2 separate regions of the Cyprinus carpio genome follow, and region 1 is linked to region 2. A link is a contact called in public Hi-C data. All regions are on one chromosome and are shown on one strand. The core of a region is the stretch at or near the end of the contact, and the rest is flanking DNA. Distances in the headings are between cores, read along the strand shown.

Evidence for each region. A called contact is a pair of places that touch in the nucleus more often than the background predicts.
Region 1: a contact with region 2 is called in a Hi-C map of skeletal muscle, with 2.6 times the contacts expected there. The contact joins two enhancer-like sites. A contact is called at or near these places in 2 of 8 Hi-C or Micro-C datasets (liver and skeletal muscle).

Annotation. Positions count from the first base shown.
Region 1 is chrA5:18,678,453-18,681,152 of ASM1834038v1, reverse strand. No RefSeq gene overlaps it. Among protein-coding and RNA genes, the nearest start is that of LOC109074891, 70 kb to the left of the region's middle. Within about 2 kb of position 1,447, at least 2 of the 8 cell types and tissues checked have an H3K27ac peak or open chromatin away from gene starts, as enhancers often do. A contact at or near this core is called in skeletal muscle, where this site is marked.
Region 2 is chrA5:18,626,401-18,629,100 of ASM1834038v1, reverse strand. No RefSeq gene overlaps it. Among protein-coding and RNA genes, the nearest start is that of LOC109079202, 20 kb to the right of the region's middle. Within about 2 kb of position 1,305, at least 7 of the 8 cell types and tissues checked have an H3K27ac peak or open chromatin away from gene starts, as enhancers often do. A contact at or near this core is called in skeletal muscle, where this site is marked.

The sequences.
Region 1 (2,700 bases), core at 198-2,697, 52 kb before region 2:
AACTTGTTATATATATATATATATATATACCTGTATATATATATATATATATATATATATATATATATATTTTATATTATTAGTTTTAGACTATGATACCATCCAGTCGGAGGATATCAAACATGTTTGATATTTTGAGCTAATCTTAGAACACATATTGTTTTCATTTCCATGCCTCTCCTAACAACGAGGTGCACACTTCTGTGTGAGTTTGTTTGGAATGACTTGAAAATCTGGTAGTGTATGATCCTCATTCGCTTAGTGTATGATGCCCAGTTTTTCCTCTGTAACTTTTTACAAGTGTGTTATGTCTAATGTTTTAAAATCTGTTTAGATTTTAAAAGTTGTATAGTGTATCCTAGTCTTTAACTGAAAAAGTTTTTTTTCTTTTTTAATTAAAGTTCTTTGAACAATTGTTATGACAATGTTCAAGATTGTTTTTAACTATTTATTAGGTTAATTGTATTTTTTAATTGTATAGTGTACTTAGTTGATGACTTATTTATAATATTTATGTAATAAATGTGAATAACAAGGAAATGGAAATACCATTATGAGATCAAGAAAACTGTGGATTATTATATTAATAAAAATATTCATACTGAACTGTAATTATCTTTTAATATTAAAGCTGTCTCGGTATATGCTAAACCACATCAGTCAACCCTATTTTACCATCCTTAGTCCATTCAAAACACCTGTTTATAGTATATAATACAGCCTCACATATTTTTGCCAAGAAAACAGTGTAAGTAGGTGTACAATCACAAATGGCAGCATTTCACATCCACAAGCTATACATCATCCTAGGCACATGTAGTTATTTCTCTTATGCTTGACTTATGTGAAAGAAATGAATATGGAAAAACATGTAGATTTTCATAATATTCCTCTTATTTGGGTTAGAGTACAATCCAGATTTGCATATGAGCATAATAATAATGGAGAATGCTGTGGGGTGCAGAGTGAACTGGAGGGGGGAGAGAAAGAGAGATGGGTTGGGGGGGGTGTAGAGGTAGAGCGAGAGGGAGGGAGCGAGGGAGGGAGGGAAGAAAGCAATGAGAGGATCTTGAAATTGTGCGCTAATAAAATTCGAGGTCATTTACATCTGAGATGGGATTGAGTGGCAGGCGTTACCATGGCGACATTCCCACGGGTCTTCAAGCGCTCTGTGCTCCCTGACAGCAGCAGAGAGAAAGCGAAGGAAAGGAAAGAGGGTGTGCGTTATATGGGGAAACAGTGAAAGCAGAGGGATCGCGTAAAGCGGGACTGTGTAGTTCAGCTGAAGCAGAGACAGGAAGAAATAGGCAGCAGAGGACGCGAAAGAGGAAAAGTGTGTATGTGGTGTGTGTATGAGAGAAAGAGAGCTGTGTCTTAGAGTGAGACTGGCTGCATGGCTAAGCCTTAAATTTTTAATCAGCATGCACCAGGAGGCAGACACACCGAAGGAGTGACTTAATAATGCACAATTAAATTAGAAACTGGGCCCAGAATACTGTCAGATTATTTCAGCCTGTCTGTCTCACTCATTTGTACTCAAATACCTGCTCATTCTCGCCCTTAATCGCTTCTTCCTTGTGGTATTCACTCATCTCATTGCTCAGCCACTCCTTCATTCCAGCACTTTTTGAGCAAGTCATAGTTTCCCATGCTCACTTCCGTATTCTTTCACTCATCACAGGGCCTCACCTGTTCTCTTGCAGTAAGGCCAGAAACATACTTGGCGCAAGTATGCAGATGGCTGATGTGGTCCAGTTGAACATACTTGACATGTGCTGTGTTGGTCTGGCGGTAACAAACCTCAGTACTCAAGGGGGCGATAGAGTTCCCTTCAAATGTTTTTATTTAACCAGATGTGTTATTCAGATATGTTGCTATAAACATGCCGACTTTTCTAACTTTGGCTTTGCTTTTCAGGGGATTGCTAAGCCTTGACAGTAGTTGAAAGAATGACTAAATGGACTGAAAAAGAAGAAAGTTGATGCTAATTTCCACTACAGCGCCCCTTATGGCAGTCTGATATATTTCACAACAGAACTGATCTTGCTTAGCTGAAAGTGTCTTTATTCACATAGTTGAATATGTTTCTGGTAATGTTGTCACAGTACCAAATTTAAGTAGTTGGTACCAACACTAGTAAAAATAAATAAATAAAAATATTGAATAAATGATATTAGTTTATTATTAATGCCGTTAATAGTTATAAGTTAGGGGTGTCGCGATATACCGGTATTGACGATAACCGTTATATTCAAAGCAACAATTATCAATATCGTGTTAATTTAGTGTGTGTGACGATATACCGCAATATTTAAAATGAACAGTTCTCTTATGATAACACCACATGTAAATACTCCAGCGCCAGTACCTGGTTGACCCAAGTGTCAGTATTGTGCCTTAACGCCAACACTGTCACACAAAAAGAAGACGCAGCACACGCAGCTACTCCGAGGAGAGCCTGTTCGTCAGAGTAAGTTGTCATTATTTTACTAGTCATAGAATGGGAAACGATATATTAACCTGTTAACAGCGGTTTTCTGTGTTCATATATTTAAATAAAGGGTGATTATTTTAATAAGCACTGCATTTTCTTTACTCGTTTTATTTTTGTATTTGCAATCAATACAGCCTGTGCATAGTAACACTTTATTTCTTTGTTCAAATCTGTTAACAGTTACACGATTAAAACTGTTTAAAATA
Region 2 (2,700 bases), core at 56-2,555:
TATCTCCATCGGTCTCGCTCCATTTTTCTTCCCACTCTATGAATAGACAATGACAAGGATGCCTGTTTCCATCACATATCTACTACCCATGTGAACCAATACAGTTGCACTACAGTTCCATTCCCATAACTAACCAACCAACTCCTGCCACTCACACAAACACACAGATGCACATGAACACCTATGCACTGACTTCACATAGGCCAGGCTCAAGCAACCTCCTGTGGCCCTCAGCTAGCCTCCCAGAAAGCCTTTTCATTTTCCCAGACGCATAGATGAGTTAAAAAAAGGAGGGAAAAATAAAGCTTGGGAGGAGGATGGGCCATTGCGGGGGAGGGACTGAAAGGAGAGTGTGTGTGTGTGTGTGTGTGTGTGTGTGTGTGTGTGTGTGTGTGTGTGTGTGTGTGTGGGGAGGGAGGGAGGGAGGGAGGGTGTTAGGCAGCATTGTAATGATGGAGAGCAACTCGATACTCTTGCATGCTGAATATTCCCCTGGAGGGCTTTTTCCATTACCCGAGCACAGCAGAATGGTGGAGTCGTTTAGTTTAGCCCAAGCTGCCTAACGCTCTCTCAAGCTCCCCCTCCCTTTCTCTCACCCTATCTGTTCCCCTGCTGCCCCTCCCCTCTCTCTCTCGTGTTCTCTCCCCACTCTGTGTTTTTCCATAGGCACATTGTGCAAATGTAACCTTTCAGTAAGCCCCTCCCCTCCAGGAAGTTGGCTGGCCCCTTTGCTGCCAGGAAATATGAAAAACTGGCAGGATGCCCATTTAATCTCCAAACACAGAGAGAGAGAGAAACGGCAAAGCAGTTGAGATGGAGAAGGAAATGTTACAGTTTGACTCACCAGAAGGGAGGGGGAGAGAGGACAATTTTACTTTAAAGAGTCATATTAACTATAGCGCTCTGAAAAGTGTCTGGTTTTCTTTTTTTTATATTTTTGCTTAATTTTACACTAAATGTCATCTGATCTCCAAACAAAAAAAAAATACATTAGCATTTAAGATATGACTTGCAGACGTTAAAGCAAAAAGTGTTCCATTTCTCTAGTCTCACGTAGCCAGACTTTCAGACTGATGGAAATGATGGAAACATCCCTATAATAACAGACCGGAGTGTAATATTTTAAAGATTCGATGCCGCGAAATTGAAATATTCCAGATAGTTTTAAAAACCAGCATTTAGTTGATCCTGATAAGCGCTCATCATTACAGTTGTAAACATGATGGCTTTCTTCTTCCATGAGGGGGTTTGGAATCACTGCATCTTTGTTTCCAGGCGGAACGTTAAAGAACACGACACACATGTTTCCCGGAAATCCTGTATAATGCAACTAAACCGATGACGACTTTGAAACTCCTGAAGTGTTTCCAATTTTGTGTGCCGTATGCATCAGACGTTCAGCCAACGGTCTGGGCTTGACTTCTGAGGCTGAGACTACCATTTCCCTAACTTTCACCAATCTCCCTACATTTCTTTAATAAATACAGAAAAGCTGTTTAAAGCTGGGCAAAAACTTTTTAGTTTTTACAGTCCTTTACAATTGTTGCTTGTCTGAATGTATGATATGATCCCAGTGAGATCTTGGATGAAATCCATGGCACGGTGTACAACATCAACAAAATCACACTGCACAACTGCAACGCCAAATTTCTTACGCAACTGTTATAGGCTAAGCTTGATCCACATCTATTTCAGACATTCTCCATTTGGATATTATGGCTCTGATCATGGTTCTTCCGAGCCCTAGAGCCTCAGAAATGGTGTTGTAAACTTTTCCAGGCTGACAAGCTTTTTTTTTTTTTTTTTTGCAGTCTGCAGAAATTTCCTTCCTTTGTGGTAAGATGCACCTGACTTCACAAACACAGTACTGGCAAATTCATTCTAATTGTAAAGGCAAATGTCTGATATATATTGAGCAGGGCCAGCCTAAACCAAGACTCGTAAAACAACTTTTTTTTTTCTGTAGTTACCAATATTGTACAGCAATTCGGTCAACCTGGATTGTTTTATAAACATGCTTAATCATTTTTTTTGTTTTTTGTCATTGACAATTACCTGTAATTTGACCATCACATTCTAGGAGCAAAGACTTTTGCACACCCAAGGATTGCATATTTGAAACTTTGAACGACAAAAAAATTAAAGACAAACCAAACTTTTGTGACTCTATCTGTGTACTATTACAGTCTACGACACCAAGCACTGCATACTCTTAAAAGTAAAGTTTCCTTTTTGCATTGATGGCTCCATGAAGAACCTTTAATATCCATGGAACCTTTCCATAGTACAAAATGTTATTTAATAGATTATTAAAATGTTTATTGAAAATGTTACTTAGTTTATTAAAATGTTCTTCACACTAAGAAAAAAATGGTTATTTTAAGAACTGTTTACTGAAGGGTTCTTTAGGGAACCCAAAAATGTTTCTTCTGTGTCATCGCTAAGAAGACCCAATTTTTAAAGCTTTATTTTTAAGTGTAGATAATTAAAATTAGAATGCTAAATCAGAAGTAACAGTCTTCAGATTAAATTACCAGCAGTCAGTACACAACACATGTGAACACACACAAACCTCCCTTGCCACACCCTGAAGAGTCATTCAGCCTATTTAGCATGTCACACACCCAATACAGAAGGTGATACTGTTGCTTGGTGTAGTGAAGCCTAGTTAACATACAACGAGCAGGTTGTAAAGATTGC